Linked DNA regions of Gossypium raimondii: region 1 is linked to region 2. A link is a contact called in public Hi-C data. All regions are on one chromosome and are shown on one strand. Each heading gives the region's core, a stretch centred on a gene start, on an enhancer-like site or on the middle of the called end of the contact. The rest is flanking DNA. Distances are from core to core; before and after follow the strand shown.

What was found. A called contact is a pair of places that touch in the nucleus more often than the background predicts.
Region 1: a contact with region 2 is called in a Hi-C map of leaf, with 2.0 times the contacts expected there. The contact joins the promoter of LOC105804133 here to the promoter of LOC105804139 in region 2. A contact is called at or near these places in 2 of 2 Hi-C or Micro-C datasets (both in leaf).

Annotation. Positions count from the first base shown.
Region 1 is chr11:34,104,898-34,109,239 of ASM2569854v1, forward strand. It overlaps LOC105804133, which reads right to left and starts at 1,561. Exons shown (of 4, transcript XM_012636622.2): 1 at 1,141-1,561. The coding sequence starts at 1,451.
Region 2 is chr11:33,961,830-33,965,841 of ASM2569854v1, forward strand. LOC105804139 (protein NETWORKED 2D) reads left to right here and starts at 2,294. Exons shown (of 2, transcript XM_012636626.2): 1 at 2,294-2,665; 2 at 3,048-4,012. The coding sequence starts at 2,572.

The sequences.
Region 1 (4,342 bases), core at 311-2,810, 140 kb after region 2:
ACTACAATCTTTATTGAAAGAAAATAAGAATATAGTTCAAATGAACACAAGAGTAAACAAAGAAAACCATACTTCGCAGTTAGTATAATTAAAAGAGGGGGTGGGACTGGACATATTCCTGTTACCTTTATGTTCTTTCTCCATTTCTAAGCAACTAAAGTAACGTAAAGAAAATAGCATAAAATAAAAGAAATCCATTTGAGGTTTTGTTACTCATTAATGAAATGAGTTATGTACATAATGACGAAAGAAGGAAATAATCATCTGATAACTGATGAAAGAAAATAAGCCACCTTGGCAGGGTCAGCAGTTGACAGGGAATGACTCAAGTTTCGAACAATTAACATACAGCAGTAAAGAACGGCACAACTTTGATACAAGGCTTCTCACATGAGTATAAATGGTCAGACAAATACGAGATCCATAGGCTCTTGAATGTAAGATCCTATAGGTAACTAAAATGATAGACTAAATGGAATTATTTTGATTACAAGGAAGAGTGGAAAAATATAAAAAATAAAAATGGTTGGAGTAACAAATAATCTAACCAAACAAAGTAGTTCATCAACTAATATTGAAGTGTGAAACTATTGTTTGATAAAGGAACTTATGACAAACCACAAAGTTATAGTTTTCTTTAGTTCAAAACCAGAACTTATCTAGCATTAAACGAAGAAACAATTTCCTATTTGTTTGGCAAGGCAAAAAACTCCTTAATTAACATAGGTATAAACCCTAAAGGTCTGAACCCAATTCAGTCCTCATGGTTGAGAACACACTAGCTAGCAACAAGACTACTGGAAGAGAAAACTTAGAACTTGATTACAAAATTGTAAGTTTCATAATCCTCAAAACAAAACCAACAAGCTAACGGAGCAGAAAATATTGGTCGAAAGAACATAATAATATAGTTAAAATGCACTTGAAAAGCCAAATCATATTTCTCAATTAGTATATTTGGAGGAGAGAGGGGGACGGGATTGAACAATTTCATGTTATCTTTTCGTTCGTTCTCCATTTCTATGCAACTGAAGTACCAGAAAGCAAATAGCATGACATAAAAGCAACCCATTTGAGGTTTTGGGCAATTAACTGAAAATTCAAAGAGACCCAAACTATAACTTTGAATAGAAAGGTTACCTGATAGGAGTAGTGCCCACAACAAGAGCAGAAGCATGAGAATGGCGATAGGAAGAGCTGTTCTTGAGCTTAAGACAGTGTTTTACAAATGGGTTTGAAGTGCTTGTAATGGATTTAACATGGGATGGCAATGCAAATTTCCTTAACCCAGAACCATCAGCATCGTCATCAATATCGTCAAATCTACCGTCAAGAGACTTCCTTTGGAATTGGGTCTTTGTTTTAGGGATTGGAATATTGGAATTCTGATTTAGTAGTTTCAAGTGAGGAGGATAACTAGCTTGTACCCAAAGCTTGTACGAGCATAGCATTCTTTCTCACTGTCTAATCTATGGAGTCCTTCCAGAAAATACAAATATCTTTGCAGCTAAAAGTAAGAGTGAAAATTTTCCATTAAAATGATGGTAATAGTGAAAAATTATACAGTAGGCCGTAGGGGCTAGGGAGGGGCAGCTTCGGATTGCTATTAAATTTTAAAATCTATTAATATTTTATATTTAAATGTTAATAAAATTTGGTTAAACTGTGTCATAAGTCCCTTTACTCTTAGTAAATTTGAAATTTAATCTTTATACTTTTATTTCTAGAAATTTAGTTCCTCTACTTTTGATTCCAAATTTTTATCAAACTATTAATATTGTTAAATTTATTTTGTTAAATTCAAGTTCATTATAATATATATTTTAGTTGCATAGTTACCAAGTGAGTTTTTTTTGAAATATCACATCAATATATTTAACAAAAGAATAATATTAAAAATTCAAATTGGATTTTGAAATCTAAAAGTAGAGAGACTAAATCTTAAAAATTACAGGGACTTGTGATATATTTTAACTTAAAAATTATTTAAGTTGTGTATTGGCTTTGTTGGTTAAAGCGGAGCTTTTGAGTCTTAACCTGTTCAATTGCTATATGTGGGTCTCGAATCCTATCATATGCGTATGTCATGTATGTGATTTGTTTGTCATGGGGCTAGAACATCAGTCTTGCAATCCATGTGGCCTTATATGATTTCTTGGGTTAAAATCCGTCTAAGTCAATTTAACTCTCGCAAAGTAAGAATCATTGATAAAAATTCTCTAAGGCATCGAAAATAAAGCGAAAGCAACATGAAATGAAAGAGAATCGAGAGAATTGAAAAGTCATAAGAAAACAATGGACACAAGGTGTTTGAGTAAATGCTCTCAATAAATTCTTTAACTCAAGAATGAATGAAGTACCATGAGATGAATACAAATGAGGGGGAAGACCTCTATTTATAGTTAAGCTCCCTCAAATCCAACAATGCAGATCGAATTACATTAACGGTTGATATTAGTGCCAATCTACAATATGAGAGTTCTAATGGATTTAACTATATACATTTTTATTCGTTATGATTTACAATAATTACCATTGTAACTCTAGTTTTACTAGAGTGTTTCACTAAGCCACCAAGGCTTCTATTAGATGAGTTTCTCCATATGTTCCACGAATCGGGCCAGTTCAAGTGGGTCAAATGAGCCTCATTTAATTAGTTGACCTCCATGAGACATTTTTATACGCAATGGTTATGGGTTTTGATTCGCAGCCTGTGCCATTCCCCCACTCATTAGCCTGTGCCATTCCCCCACTCATTCTCGAGACACCCTCATCACGTCTTCGGAATGGCACTAGTTTGACTCATTTCAGAACTGCCTCAATGCCTCGATTGATTCTCAACTAGTCTCTCCTTCAGGTAGTTCTGCCCCTTAAAACTTTTTATTTGGCTTTTGTCTCCGTCGTCACTTAACTCATTGTTTTTCTCTTTTGTACATCTCAATCATAAGAGGTCACCATTCTTACTTGCCCCTATCGTGACTTTCCTCGATTAGGATTCCCTTGATCCTTACAAATAGGCTTTACCACCCTCACATTAAACACCAGGTTAACCTTGAGTATTGCCGCTAACTCTGGTTTGTAAGCCCCTTGGCTTACCCACTCCAGAACTCTGAAAGGGTCCATGTGTCTTTGCCAAGCTAACAGTAAGTCATAATGCAAAACACTAGATAAGTGTTTAAGATGTACCTCACTCGTAGTATTTACTCAATCTAACTACCTAGTTTGCATCACCACTTTTCCCCTCAAGTCTAATGCACAACCCATATCTCTAATAGGTGGTAGCCCCATTAATGACTCAATAGGCTTCATATCGATTTTTTGCACCTCTAGTATTTTCAAAGGGTCTCCTTAGCACTTTGATCTATCAAGTCCATATTCTTACCACAATGAACATCCTCGACTAGTTGGATTGTGGCCGCCTATAAACGAGTTATCATTTATAGAATAAATATAACACAAAAAATATAAGAATTGACAACGGCGTTGTTCACAAGTACATGGGTCAAATTGTAATGTAGTTGTACAACGAAATACCGGAAGTATTCCAAGGATTGTACCTAAGGAGGATGGAAAAAATAATGAAAATACTTTTTACAATATTAAGTCTAAGTAGTAATAGTTAATTCCTATATCACGATGGATCATAAAATATATTAAGAGGACTAAAAATAAATAACTAACAAAAATAAAGAAATTAATTAATTAATTAATTAAACCGATAAACCAATCACGAAGATTAACTCGCTTCAAGATTTGCAACTAACTTCGGATTGGGAGTCTAGAATGAATTAGTTATCGATTAAGCAATTATTACCTTCTGGCTCTAATTAACTTAACCGATTGGTTGATACTCGATTATCTCCCTACATCACTTTTTTAACTAGGATAAATTACGATTTACTCGGTTCAACTTTATCTTTCGATCTCATCTACCCTATGATAACTTATTAACGTTATCAAGCCTAATAGTTAAAACACATAATTTATACCAACTAATCCATCTCGAAAAATCCCAAATCCTCCGTTAGTCACATCATCATCCACTCGTTAATCTCCCCTAAGGGATTTAGCCATTCATGTTATCCATAATCTCAACTTCGATTAAACAAACCATGTAAGAAGCACGATTGATTTGGAGAACAAAAAAGATTTGAATAATTATGGATTGAGAATCGAATAGGGAATGGAATAGCAATTCTCTCTATTGGAATAATGAAATAAGACAAATGCAAAGAAAAATATAAACTAAATACTCTAATTAAATAAGCAAATCCTTGAATTAAAACTGATTCAAGAAGAAAAACAAGAAAGTATGTAAAAGTCGAAAAGAAAACAAACTAAA
Region 2 (4,012 bases), core at 1,044-3,543:
TTTACCATATTATTTAGAAATTACTTGGTTAATCATAAAATTTATATAATTAAAAAACTTTAAAAAGAATCCGTATGTACACTTGGCACAATAAGAAGTATTCCATGCCAGTTGTTCAAAATTTTCTTATTTGCAAGAATGCGCTGCTGTAGAATAAATATGATTAGATATTGGATTAAAGATTCCTGTGTAGCTGCGATGGTGCTCCACACGGTTCCTATAGTTTTCTATTGTCTGCCTTCATCTGCGGCTCTTGGATGTTCAAATCGTGCAGAGTGATGAAATCAATTCCAGCAGCTTGGGTCTTATGTCTAACCCACTTAACCATGGGCATCGGCAATGAAAATAACACTAGGGCGACAAAATATTAAAAGTTTAGGGGGCAACGATTAAAAAATTGTTTAAAAAAGAGTTAAACTGAATATTTTGTAACTAGGAGAGACTAAAATTGCGGGGACCACGCCCGTCACGTTTTTGTTTCGAAAGCTTTGAGTTTCCAAGGCTTGAGATCCTTTTGAGTTGAAATAATTAAAAAAGCAATAGTTGAAGGCCTCCCTCCTCCCTCCTCCTTATTTCTCTTCTTTTGACCATTCATGCATGCAGCCCATAATTTCACATTATTCTTCAAACTTGGAGGTTGATGCTAACAATTGCCTATCTATCATCCTTTTCTACTTCAACTTATAAACCTCCTTTTCTTTATATATAATTTCACTTCCTCCTATTTAAATTATTATTCCTAAAATATACATCATACGGTCTCATGGAAGGATACACGAATTCAAAGTGCGAACCGTGTAAAGTATGGATAATAGTGAGCATCATTACACAACTAGATAAAAAATTACTTATATTATAAAAATTAAAATTAATCATAAAATATAAATAAAGAATACAAATTTATTTTATTTGAATATAAATATATTTATTTAATTTGTGAACAACTAAATAATTTTAAATAATAACTAAATTAAATTAAAAAATCCAACTCAACATTACAATTTAAGTCAATCTTTTACTTTTTAGATTTTTCTGTTTAGAGCTACCCACGATGAATTTCACAATAGTTATGATTTCTATCTAGATTTGTCTAAAGATTGAGTAGTAGTCGGGTTAGGTTTAAACAATAATTTTGTATCATACACCAGTTCCAATTTAATTGCAAAATATATAAAATATTAATTAAAAATATTTTTTTAATCTTTTATTTTTTTAACAGTAAAATGAGAGTTTTGAATGGGTCAGCCCAAAAATAGGTCCGGGCTAGAGCCGGGCCCATGGACAGCCCTAGCTGTCTCGAGGATTGAATTTTTTTTTCCTTCATTTGGTCAAAATCCAGCAAATGCATCTTAAATGACATATGGCTGCAGACGGCCAAAATAATGGTTAAACAAATATAAAATATATATTTCTAAAAATGGGTTCCCCCCCCCCCACCAAAAAAAAAAAAAACCTTTTTCTATGAGCACTCTATAATAAAGCATCCTTTTGTTCTTTATTTGGTTAAAATGTGCTATAAGTCCCTGTACTTTTCTAAAATTAGGAATTCAGTCCCTGTACTTTCATTTCATGAAATTTAGGTCCAATTGTTAACAATGTTAAATTTTTTTATTAAATTAGTTACTATGATAATTTTTACATAAAAATAAAAAGCCTAAATTCCATGAAATAAAAATATGAATACTAAATTCTAATTTCGAAAACTATCAACAATTTTTTATTTTACTGTTTAGTACTTTAGATGAGATTCCAAGTCGGTTGTTGGACTGACACATTAACTTTGCTTATGATAACTTTTCTTTATAAAGAAAAACTCGAAATAAAGTTGTGAAATAAATATTTTATATAAAAATTTAGAATTATGGATGAAAATTGAAAGAAAGTACATGAGGGTGAGATTTATATTTTTAATTGTTGTAATTGAGACAATAATAATATTATTAATAATATATGAAAATTAGAATTAAAACACCCTAATTTAAAAGTTTATTTATTTAGTGAAAAAAGAAAAAGAAACAGTTTTAAAAACTGAAGTGGGTTTTGTTTTGGTAAATAAATAAATTACTGGAAAAAATGAAATAAAACTTAATTATTGTCATTTTTAGAAAATGAAAAGCATAAATCAAAAGTAAATTAGTGAAATGGCAAGTGCAGAAGCAAAAAAAAGTGAGTACACGTGGAGACAGGTCAGTGGGTGAAACTTTTGAACTGTTTTTCTTTGATGTGCATTGGCATGGCAGTGCCGTTTTCATGGTTTATTTTAATAGGACGGAACAAAATATTCGGGCGAAGATTGCTCCTCGCCATGATCCCTTAACAAAAACCAAAATATCTTTTCTTGTAGATTTCTTTGAATCGTCAAAATCTAAGATTTTCTTTCTTTTCTTTTCTCTTTCTTCGCTTATTCTTTAATGGTTTCCATGTCTTCGCTTTGTTCTATAATTTAGTTAAAAGAGAGTCTTGCATGCTTTTGGGGGTCTTCTTTTACATTTCCAAAGTTTCTTTATACATCTTTTCTACTTGTGTTTTTTTGTATTCCAAGATCCAAAAGGTTTTTAAGGGTTTGAAAATATGTTGCAAAGAGCTGCTAGCAATGCTTATTCATGGTGGTGGGCTAGCCATATTAGAACAAAACAGTCGAAATGGATGGAACAAAACCTTAAAGGTAATTCATCTGTTACTTGATATTTTTTTCATTAAATTGTTGTCGAAAGTATAATCATTTCTGGGTTTGGGCTGATATATTTGCTTTCCCCATTTTATTGGATTTTTAATTTATGAATGAAAGCTGGAATTTGGGTATGAGTTTCCAGTCTTTTTTCTAATAATCTTTTATATAAATAACACATTGTAAATGCAGATTGACAAATAGAGTTCGATTAACATAGTTGATCAATCCATTGTATTGAAACAAATAAAGGAAATCTAAGAAAAATAAAGAATCCATTAAACAAACTTACCTTTCTAAGCATTGCATTTGGCTTTGAGACACTCGAGCAATATCTGTATGACTGGAAAGCTGTCTAAGAAAACACAATGAATTGCAGATATTGAGGAAAAGGTATCCATTGTGATTAAACTCATTGACGAAGATGGAGATTCGTTTGCCAAGAGAGCAGAAATGTACTACAAAAAGAGGCCAGAATTGATTCAATTTGTGGAAGAATTTTACAAAGCTTACCGTGCCTTAGCCGAACGGTACGATCATATATCAACAGAGCTGCAAAATGCAAACAACACAATTGCTTCTGTTTGTCCGGAACAGGCTCAGTTTGCAATGGTTGATGACGAGGAATATGGCTCACCCAAATTCACAAAGTCTCCAGTAAACTATAAAGGCGATGTCCCCAAGGTTCCAGACCTTCCTGTCAAAGATTTGAAGAGTTTAATAACATCAGCCACGAAGAAAACGGAACCTAAGAAACCAACGAAAGTCACTACTGATGCGGTTCCTAAATCTGGTTTGACCAAGGCTGAGGGGCTTGAAGAGATTCATAAGCTTCAGAAACGAATCCTGGCATTGCAGACTGAAAAAGAGTTTGTTAAGGGCTCTTATGAGAGTGGACTAGCCAAGTACTGGGAAATAGAAGATGAGATAAAAGCATTGCAAGAGAAAGTTTACAGTTTGGAAGATGAATTCGGTGAAGGTAAGGTCATTGAAGATGATGAAGCTCGAACCCTTATGACAGCGAAAGCTTTACAATCATGCAAAGAGACATTGGCTCAGATGCAGGAGAAGCAAGAGAGGTCAGTCGTGGAAGCAGAAGTGGAGCAGAAAAGGATCAAGGATGCCAGGGAGAAACTGGATTCTCTCAAGAACAAGTTTCACTTAACTGAAGTCGGTTGGGAACGACCATCTGATGTACATAACTCAGGAATAGTAGCAGAAAGGTCTAAAAAATTTGAACAAGAAGCGAGTGATACTACCCAGAAGAGAAAGGAGATGGAGACCTCGATACCAAAGATAAAGGAGCAATTTGAGGTTGGCCTTTGTGAATCTTTGACTGTAGCA